3 separate regions of the Mus musculus genome follow, and all the other regions are linked to region 1. A link is a contact called in public Hi-C and HiChIP or PLAC-seq data. All regions are on one chromosome and are shown on one strand. The core of a region is the stretch at or near the end of the contact, and the rest is flanking DNA. Distances in the headings are between cores, read along the strand shown.

Region 1 (3,404 bases), core at 445-2,944:
CCCATTTCAAGCTTCAAGTTCTTATACTAAGCATACAAAAAACCGTGGCAGTTTGACTCTTCGTGTGTGTGTGTGTGTGTGTGTGTGTGTGTGTGTGTGTGTGGTTTGGGATTCAAGTCGATCAAAACAGAAAACAAGAGAATAAAGTACAGAACTTAATCCACCTCTGTCCATCAAAAAAATGCTACGAATTAACTTGATTAACGCCCCCAACAATGAGAGTCCAGAAAGTAACAGGGATTCCGAGCAGACGATGCCATTTTACTTATTTTCCAGATTTGCTTTCTAAGAAAAATATATAAAAGAAAGTGGGAGGGGCTATGGAGTGGAAGCTCTGAGAAGCTCTTCCCAAGATGAAGTCCAGATTCTGTTTCTTGATTGAGATGAACTCCTCAGTGGGGTTGCAAGCTCACTGTAAAGAGAGTAGGCCTTCACTTCAGCTCAAGAAGAAGAACCAGACACAGAGATGGGTGTGCTTCATGCTGCATGCTTGGGGTAACTCCCACAAACAAACAAACAACCTCCCTGGGCGCTGCTGTGCACCCAGGGCAGCCATGTGTCTCCAGGGAAACACATTGTTCTTAGACAGCTCTACTCACTTGGAGTGATGCCCTGGGTCCACCAGTCACTGATACTGGGGTGTCCTGCATCCTGCCCATGAGGCTCTATCTTGGCAAAGCAAATTTTTAGCAGTTGCCATAATTAAATAGTGCAGATCATGAGGAAAACAGTGTGGATAGAAGACGCCGGCAAGGGGGTCCAATCCAATCCCCAGGGTGGTAATCACTTTTCTTTACTGTGACAAAATGCCTGATGCACAGAACGGAAGAAGGAGAAGTTTGGGGCTGCAGAGGGTGGCTTAGGGACTAAAGTATGTGTGCCACAGGAGTGGAATGCAATTCAGGTTCCCAGAGAATGACAGAGAGGTGTGGTGGCCTGCTGTAAGCCCAGCCTGGGGAGGCTGATGCACAGAATAGCCAGAGCAAGCTGGCTCCCAATGGCAGACATATGTGCAGGCTCTGGGTTTGATTGAGAGACTCTGCCTTCAATGAAAAAGATAACAAGATGATCAAGGATGAACTGCAGCATCAATCTCCAGCTTCTACGTGTGCACATGTAATGCAAGCACACACACACACACAAACACACACACACACACACACACATACACATACACACACACACGGGGTGGGGAATGACAAAGAAGGACTGAATTTACTTTCTTGTGGTTTCAGTCTATGGTCCCTAGGCTCTGTCACTCCTAGACTGAACATCATGACAGGAGTGTGGGGCAGGGTAGAGCTGCCCAGCCCATGGTGGCCAGCGAACAGGGAGAGAGGGCCAGAGACAAGAGAGAGACCCATTCCCTCCAAGAAGAACCCACCTCCTTTCCATGGCCTCTCAGCAATGCCACCAAGCTATGAGGCCACCAGTGAGGTCACAGCCCTGAAGATCCAGTCATCTCCCCCAAATCAGCTGGCAGCTGAGCCTGAGGGACATTTCAGTTCCAAACCATAAAGCTTAAGAAGCCAGCACACAAAACGCCCTCAGTAAGCAGGAGTTTCAGAGATTTAGAGATGAAAAAAAAAAAAAAACCTGTTCCCTTTCTGTTTTCATGAATGGGTTCTGCCGACAGCAGCTAAACCACCAATCACAAGGTGGCTGCGGGGAGTTGCTGCTAACTGCATCTGCACAGCACAGGGAGGAAGCTCTCTCTTGGCCTGGGTTCTTGTGAACCTTTACTGAGGCCACGAGGCCGCCCTGAACCAAGAAAGCCAGGAAGTCTCCGTAATGCACTTATCAGCTCCAGGGAAAACCCTCCCTGTCTTGGCAGCTGGCCCAGGCAGGCGTGGGGAGGTGGCCCAGGCCTTCCTGCTGCCTCGCCCACTGCGGAACAGCAGCAGTTGCCATTCAAGGAAGAGGCTGCACAGGAAACAGATGTGTACGCGCGGCAGAGAACCGGCACCAGCCCTGCGCAAAGCAGCCCGGCCCTCCATTCATAAAAACCGAAGCAAAGGCCATCCCAGACAGAGGAACTCGCCAAGCTGATAGTGACTGCGAGCAGCAAGTGAAAGGGCCGGCCCTGGAGGAAACAAATAAAAATCAAACACCCCATTTGAGCCAGAGAGATAGCTGAGGAAATTGCACCCATAAAGAAATTGCAGCTACAGGCAGGGAAGGGGGAGGAGAAGGAACGAGAAAGAAGAAGGGAAAACAGCAAAAGCCAAGGGGAGCGAGCAAAATAAAACTTCTCTGGCACCGGGCAGCCCAGAAGAGTGGCCTCCTCCTCTGTGGCCAACAATAGTAAAAAACCTACGTTTAAAAGCAAAACGAATCAGACAAAGGAATAGGGAAAAAAAAAGTCCTCTGACGCGTAGCAAGAGGGTCAGCAAAGGACAGATCAGATACCACGGTTGATGGGGATGGTTAGAGGATCAAACAGATGAGTAAAGGCAGGCAGGCTGAAGTTCAGCCAGGACTGGAAAGCCAAAAGGGTCGCACCTGTGTGGTCCCTGAGGGTCAGGGAGATTCGCAGAGCGCTCTCTCTCTCTCTCTCTCTCTCTCTCTCTCTCTCTCTCTCTCTCTCTCTCTCTCTCTCTCGATATTTTCAGGCAGGGGTTTCTCTGTGGAGCCCCTATGATATGTAGAACAAGTCTCAAACTCCTGCCTTGGGCCACTGCGCCACAAATAGCAGGGAGTTCGCGCACAGATTAACTCCTTGCCCTGGTTCCAGGCTTCATGAGCATGGGCTGACAAGGAGGGGCCACCCCCTAACACACACACACACACACACACACACACACACACACACACACACACACACACCGCCTTAAAACAATAGCAGCTAAACAACTAAGTAACCTCATTCAGCTGAAGCCAGCTGTGCAGTAGAAGGGGATCTGGAGGGGGAGGGGGTTTATTCTTAAGACATAAACTTAAGAATGTAAAACATCGAGCCTCAGTGCAAAGAGAGATGCTCCGCCCTCTCTTTTTTGTCTTTTGGTTGGTTGGTTGGTTGGTTTTTTTGGGGGGTTTGTTTGTTTGTTTGTTTTTCGAGACAGGGTTTCTCTGCATAGCCCTGGCTGTCCTGGAACTCACTTTGTGGACCAGGCTGGCCTCTAACTCAGAAATCCGACTGTCTCTGCCTCCCAACTCTTTTTGTTTTAAACAAGGATTATCAATTAAATTAATACCAGCACGCAGGAGGCAGGGGCAGGCAGATAAGTTTGAGGACAGCCTGGTCTTCAGCGTGAGTTCCATGACAGCCAAGGCTACATGGGAGAAACCAGGTCTAGAAAAACGAAAATAATAAAGTAAAATAAAATAAGTTACAAAGAAGAAGTTGGGGGATTACATTACCTCTGTGAGAAAGGCAGAAACATGAGGCTCCAAACAAGTCACCA
Region 2 (3,404 bases), core at 578-3,077, 230 kb before region 1:
CTCTTGTCCGTCTCTCTCTTCCCTGTGCTTATTCTTCTGGCATGGATCATAGCAAAAAAAGAAAGGCACACTCTTTTGGGACCAGTTTGTTGTATCTTGGGACCAGTTTGAGTTCCCCAGGAGCCTGCACTTTTTTTTTTTTAAACAACTTATTTTTAGTATTGTCATTTTTCTTTTCTTTTATTGGATATTTTCTTCATTTACATTTCAAATGTTATCCCCTTTCCTGGTTTCTCCTCCAGAAACTCCCATCCCATCCCCCTCCCCCTGCTTCTATAATGTTGTTCCCCCAACCCAACCACCCACTCCTGCCTCCCCTCCCTGGTGTTCCCTTACACTGGGGCATGGAACCTTCACAAGACCAAGGGCCCCTTCTCCCATTGATGCCCAACAAGTCTATTCTCTGCCTCATATACAGCTGGAGCCATGGGTCCCTCCATGTGTATTTTTTGGTTGGTGGTTTTGTCCCTGGGAGATCTGGGGTGTCAGGTTGGTTGATTTTGCTGTTCTTCCTGTGGAGTTGCAAATCCCTTCAGCTCCTTCATTCCTTTCTCCAACTCCTTCACTGTGGTCCCCAAACTCAGTCCAATGGTTGGCTGCCAACATTCACCTCTGTGTTTGTCAGGCTCTGGCAGAGCTTCTCGGGAGACAGCTATATCAGACTCCTGTCAGCAAGCACTTCTTGGCATCCACAATAGTGTCTGGGTTTGGTGACTGTATATGGGATGGATCCCCAGGTGGGGCAGTCTCTGGATGACCTGTCCTTCAGTGTCTAGGAGCCTGCATCTTACAAAACCAAACCCCACTGATTTTCAGGGTTTGTCTTCTTATCAGAACTATGGCCAATTGTCCTTCACCTTCGTCTGCTTTCAGCTGCATTTGTCTCATTTCTTTCACGACACTCTCTCCCTCTTAAGATTACCAAATACTGCCCATAATTCACTTACATTTCTTCCAACAGTCCTCCTCTCCCCACAAGGGCTCAGTAGGCAAAGCCAGTTTCGTCCCAGGATTGTCTAGTACTGACAGGGCACAGCCATTCTCTGATAAGTAAAGTTCTCCATACCCCTTACACCCAGAGGTTGGTGGTCACCTATTTAGATTTGACCCCTCTTGACCCACATTGAGCTTGGGATATCACACAATATGTGCAACGCCAAACTCTATAGAAACTGATTGAAGACTCGTATCCCTTTGGTTCTGTAAATAGTTGGCAGTCACTGACAAGAAATGATGTGGTATAACCGTCAGGTAATCTTGAGTACAGTGGCCTTTGCAGTCTGCTTAGGAATGCTAAAACCTACCCTAGACTAAAGTGGGAACATGAGCTCATAGAATGTGCTTTTCCTGATCTAGTGACATCATTGAATTAAAAAACGAATATATTTCCAGATGATTGCCTAACTAAAGGGAGTGTGGAGAAAGCTTCATTTCCTTCCCCGTTCTTCAGTTTCTACAAGCAAAAGAGAAACGAAGACTGTGAATTCCCTCTACATGGAGCAGATATTGATTGATTTCTATCAACAGAAGCTTTTGGGCACACATTTCTAAAGAGCTCAAGTCATTTGAACCAGCAAAGTGCATCCTCGGTGGGCTGACCTAAGTCAATCCTTAAAAAAAAAAATCATAGTTTTAATGACAAATCACTCAACCTTTAGAATAAATTGAGGCTCCCAGCTGGTAAGACAGTGCCTGACAGAGCTGAAGCTGTGGTGTGCAGAAGCTAAGGCGTTTACGGAGAAGAGCTCTGCAGCTGGGGTTCGTTTTGTTTTACCTTGGATCGTTGCTTTGTAGTTCCTCAAGTGAGAGTAGCAGAAGAGTGTTTCCTGCAGCCTAGCGCCTCTGGTGTGGAAGCCAGGGCTGCGTCTGTCTGTCTGGTTCTTGGGCTGTGAGTAGAAGAGGGGAGACAGTAGAATGAGAGAGACACACAAAGGGAGGGAAACCAGGCCGTTTACAATATTTATGCTGGTTATCTGACTTAATGATGTTTTAAAGTATTGGCTTTAGTAGAAAATACTATTAGTATTGATTTTATATGTTCTTTTTCTCTTGTTTTAAACGTGTCTACCAGAACACTGAAACTCCATAGGCCAGCCACTCGCCTTCCGTTTCTAGCATAGAGTGCTGCTCAAGGCAGAAACTTCCAGGAAGGACTTATTAAACCTTATGTTGTTCACAAATAACTCAATTTCTTCCTTAAAATGCACTAGCCTAGGATTTCATCCCATCAAATAGTAAACAACAAGGTTGATTTCTATCCGTATAAATAAGAAAAAGTAGAAAGGCAAAGAACCAAGTGGGCAAGGTTGAATTTCTGGGTATTAATTTTAATATGTGATTTTAAAAGCACACCACACAGACACCCCAGCTTTGAGCTTTGGGTAGAAGATTGATAGCAGACTAAAATTGATCCTTTGCCCATCAACATGACAGGCGCGATAATGGATAGATTACCCATATCAGCTAATCAGAATGCAGCCCCATGGCCACCACGGAGCAGATGTTTCCTTTTGTGTCATGTTGATAGAGAAATGGACAAGGGACATTTAAAATTCATTGTGGGGAGACTCTATATTATAATGAATCTCATTAATAGTGATTAAGTTTTTTTTTTACTCCCCCGCTACTGTGGTTAATACCCTCCCTTTTGTAGGTCAGAAGGGCTGAGGTAGTCAGCTTGCCAGCAGCTGGTATCACCGTTTTGTGTCTCAGAAGGTTTCTTATGCTTTAAAGCAACTTCTAAACTAAAAATGTTCATTTCCTTATAAACTGGCCAAATTCACATGACAGAGGTTTTAAATGACGAGTGCAAATGGAGAAATGTCCAGCTTTGCCAAGGTCTCTATGACTTTTAATTGCTATTGCAGGCAGGTGGCAGCTGACATAACCACCTTGTTTACTTGACTAGAAAATTCTTCTGGGGGCGGGAGCAAGCAGGGGCCAGAGTGAGTGGGGCCAGAGTGAGCAGGGCAGAGCGAGAGAGAGAAAAAGAAAGAAAGAAAGAAAGAAAGAAAGAAAGAAAGAAAGAAAGAAAGAAAGAAAGAAAGAAAGGAAGGAAGGAAGGAAGGAAGGAAGGAAGGAAGGGGAAGAAAGAAAGAGAGAGTGAGGGAGGGAGGGAGGGAGGGAGGGAGGAAGGAAGGAAGGAAGGAAGGAAGGAAGGAAGGAAGGAAGGAAGGGAGGAAAAGGAAGGAAGGAAGAAAGGGAGGGAGGGAGGGAGGAAGGAAGGAAGGAAGGAAGGAAGGAAGGAAGGAAGGGAGGAAGGAAGGAAGGAAAAGGAAGGAAGGAAGGAAGGAAGGAAGGAAGGAAGGAAGGAAGGGAGGGAGGGAGGGAGGGAGGGAGGAAGAAAGGAAGGAGGGAAGGAAGGAAGGGAGGGAGGGAGGGAGGGAGGGAGGGAGGAAGAAAGG
Region 3 (3,404 bases), core at 611-3,110, 230 kb after region 1:
AAAGGCTGGGTTAGCTGGTCTTTACTTTGTTCTTCTCCACAAAACATTCTCCAATGACCTGTGGGACATGAGGCCTCTGCTTTTCTGACAAAGGTCAAAGGAGCAAGAAAGGTGAAAGGAGATACTTAGTGCCCCTAAGTTCCTGGATATCGGGGCTTGGTGGGTTCTGTGTACATGCAGCCAGAGAGGATGTAAACTCTTGAAGCAGCATACCAGATCCTCAGCTCTCTGCAATGGGAGGACCACACACACACACACACACACACACACGAAGACATGACTATGCATGCTTGTGTTTCATCAGAATAAAACCAGAACATCCCTGGCTACTGTAGCCATAATTAACCTGCTAGAGTCCCCTCACTACAACAGTGATGGGAGGATAAAACTGAGTTTCCTTCACACTAAAGACTGCAGTGTTGGCCACCCATGCTATCACTGTGCGTATCTTCACAGTGCCCCACTATCCAACTTTACAAACCTAGGAAGTATAAAGACAGCTGTCTTCTCCAGATGTGTGCCCAGGTCCCATGTAAGCTGGACAAGCCTTGTTCTTGAACCTACAAGCAAAAGTTTGGGGTCATCGACGGATACATGATCATAGTCTCTCTCTCTCGGATCTAACCATGATCTAGAACAGTCCTCATGATCCAAAGAAATCCTTCAATAAAAATGATTTACCATGTCCCTGCAAACAAAGATGGCAGCTACTACCTCAGCCAGAATCACAGTCAGCCCCAAGTCTTCGCTGACTTCTTCTGCTTAGTCACTTTGACTACTTAGCACAGACATCATGTGTGTCAATTTCACACGAGCTGTTCCTATCACAGAGAAAGGAGCCTCCATGAGATCCAGCTGTAAGGCATTTTCTAAATTAGTGATCAAGGGGGAGAGGGCCCATTGTGGGAGGTTCAACCCCTGGGCTGGTAGTCTTGGGTTCTATAAGAAAGCAAGCTGAGCAAGCCAGGGGAAGCAAGCCAATAAGCAGCATTCCTCCATGGCTTCTGCCTCCATTCGTGCCTCCAGGTTCCTGGCCTGTGTGAGTTCCAGTCCTGACTTCCTTGGTGATGAACAGCAACATGGAAGTGTAAACTGAATAAACCCTTTCCTCCCCAACTTGCTTCTTGGCCATGATGTTTTATGCAGTAATAGAAACTCTGACTAAGATACATCACAACAAAAGTTATATGGGAGCGCTAATATTTGGTTTTCTTTCTTTCTGCTCTCCAGTTAACACCAGCAAGGCCTTTTAGGCTGGCAATGAGTGACATGCTCAGGCCAGTCATGGCTGGGACTCCTGTTCACATGCAGAGGTCAAAGCTAGACCAACAGTCTGGCTTTCATTTCCCATTTTTCCAGATAAGCTCCCACCGCCAACCACACTACCACCCAGGGAACAAGAGGCACTGCACACAGGAAGTAGCATTTCCTGTAGCTGGACAGCTCTTCAGCCTCTCTCTTGGAGGGAACCTAATTTTCCAGGACTCCCCGCCCAGATACAGTCTTCCCCAGAACACTGTGTCCATCCAGAGAGCCATATGACAACAGAAACCTAACAGGACACCCTTTTGTCTTGCAAGAAGACCGCAACATATTCATAGGTATCGCTCCAAGGAATGCAGTTATCTGATCAGTCTTGGTAGCCCTAAAACTGTGGGTGGATTCGTCAGGGCCAGAGTCTGTCTTTCTGAATCTTGGTCCATCAGTCAGAACACAGACAGCTCCCAACATCCTCCAGGAGCTGGGATGTACAGAATCAGCTTGGAACCAATGGTGGAGACCCTGAGCTGGGAGATGGGCCGGTGCAGGAAGTTTTTTAAACGAGTTCCTGCCCAGTAACAAAGTAACAGAGAGGAAGTCCAGCCCTGCTTATCTCAGAGTGAGGAAGAGAAGATGAGCAGAGGCCAGCAAGCACAACAGGAGAGTCCCAGTCTCGGAAATGCTCCCGTGGCCACTGACAAAGCACAGTGTCTCATCCTGAGCACCCAGGGACATCGCTTCACCTCTCAGCAGAAGCACCTTAGTGGACATGGTCACTTTTCATGCTTGTAGGAATTAAATGAGGTGAGATGCAGCAGGCACCTGACAGCTAGACCTGAGTGAGACCTCCCTTCCCTTACCAACATGGAGGTCCGAGTCACTCATAGCCTTACGAAGTACAGTCAGAAGAAATCCAAGCTGCTTACTGAAGCTAAGTGCAGTGGAATCCGGTCCAGCTCCCACGGAGAGTGGTGTGAGCATGCAATCCCCTACACTGTGAGAAGGGGCCATTCTGTGAGATGGCGACTCCTCAAGGTCGTTACAACAAGAAGGCTAAATGGCTGCCTTTCAGAGGATGAATAGCCACCAATTCCTTCTAGATAATCAGACCAGTGTGTCTCAGCTGCAAAGTACCATGGCTTCCAGTGTTCTGTTCTCCCTACCAGCAGACATTAGGATGGGAGCCCTCTCTCCCCTGACACCTGACCCATTCTTGCCGGAAGACACGGCCTCTTGTAAGGAAATGAACTTGCCAAGACATAGACTGACTTTCTGCAACAATGAACATGCATGTAAAGTGTGGGCTGGACTGTCCCCCCCCCCCCTCAGTTTCCACAGACAATGCAGCAGTCACAGCGTGCAGTCAGGGCCCACATGCCTGCCTTCCATCTTTCATATAGATGTGCCACCTTTGATTCAACCCCTGTTTAAATCAAAACCTCTTGACCTTTCGCTTAAATAAAAGGCAATTGCCGGGCTGTCCCATTATGAATAACAAATAGGACCATTATTTAAGAGGCTGCGCATTCTAAGGAGCTGGGAGGCCATTTTTAGGAAATCTATGGCAGAGGATAGTCTAATTATAACCTAGGCTTATGTCGTGCTCAACCCCAAGATGTCTCAAAGCCCACTGTGGTTTTCTAACCACCTTCCTCCAGAAAAGAAACCATCAACAAAGAAACACACCACCAGTCAGGTGCATTTCCTGCCAGACAAAAATCAGCTCAGGGACATTTGAAATCGCACTTCCTAACAGTAAAAGCAACCGTGCCTGTGTCTTTGGACCAAAGCACTGACACTGTAATAACCCTCTTGGTAAAATAAACCTGGCCTAACATGAACTATGACCAGAAATCTTATGGGAAAGACACCTTGGGTGGAGCTTCTGGCTAAGCAGTGTCCTGTGGTGATTGAATGGAGTGACCCAAAAGATTAGATAAGTCAAAGCCCCGAAACTCAGACCTTGTGCCTGTTTGGAAATAAGCTCCATTCAGAAGTGAATAAGGCGAGGCCATGCTGAAGTGGCACTCGAGGAACCTTGGTCCACAGGTCTGTCAAGAGAGAAGGGAAACCATTCTGTTGGGACAGAGACACGGAGACTCCAGTACGGAGGTGGTAGCCAAGATGAGAGAGTAGAGCCTCTA

The links. A called contact is a pair of places that touch in the nucleus more often than the background predicts. HiChIP or PLAC-seq counts read pairs in DNA pulled down with a chosen protein or histone mark.
Region 2: a contact with region 1 is called in an H3K4me3 HiChIP or PLAC-seq map of bone marrow-derived macrophages, with 4 times the contacts expected there. The contact joins two enhancer-like sites. A contact is called at or near these places in 2 of 115 datasets of contacts at active chromatin or transcription factors (bone marrow-derived macrophages and embryonic basal ganglia).
Region 3: a Hi-C map of bone marrow-derived macrophages shows a contact between it and region 1, with 3 times the contacts expected there. The contact joins two enhancer-like sites. A contact is called at or near these places in 8 of 39 promoter capture datasets (the 3T3-L1 cell line, 3T3-L1-derived adipocytes, the HPC-7 cell line and 5 more), 6 of 484 Hi-C or Micro-C datasets (the AML12 cell line, the HL-1 cell line, bone marrow-derived macrophages and 2 more) and 2 of 115 datasets of contacts at active chromatin or transcription factors (embryonic limb bud and stem cell-derived neural progenitor cells).

What each region holds. Positions count from the first base shown.
Region 1 is chr8:10,944,382-10,947,785 of GRCm38.p6, forward strand. No RefSeq gene overlaps it. Among named protein-coding and RNA genes, the nearest start is that of 3930402G23Rik, 18 kb to the left of the region's middle. Within about 2 kb of position 1,695, at least 301 of the 459 cell types and tissues checked have an H3K27ac peak or open chromatin away from gene starts, as enhancers often do. A contact at or near this core is called in bone marrow-derived macrophages, where this site is marked.
Region 2 is chr8:10,709,869-10,713,272 of GRCm38.p6, forward strand. No RefSeq gene overlaps it. Among named protein-coding and RNA genes, the nearest start is that of Gm39129, 27 kb to the right of the region's middle. Within about 2 kb of position 1,828, at least 8 of the 459 cell types and tissues checked have an H3K27ac peak or open chromatin away from gene starts, as enhancers often do. A contact at or near this core is called in bone marrow-derived macrophages, where this site is marked.
Region 3 is chr8:11,178,696-11,182,099 of GRCm38.p6, forward strand. No RefSeq gene overlaps it. Among named protein-coding and RNA genes, the nearest start is that of Gm15418, 7.3 kb to the right of the region's middle. Within about 2 kb of position 1,861, at least 25 of the 459 cell types and tissues checked have an H3K27ac peak or open chromatin away from gene starts, as enhancers often do. A contact at or near this core is called in bone marrow-derived macrophages, where this site is marked.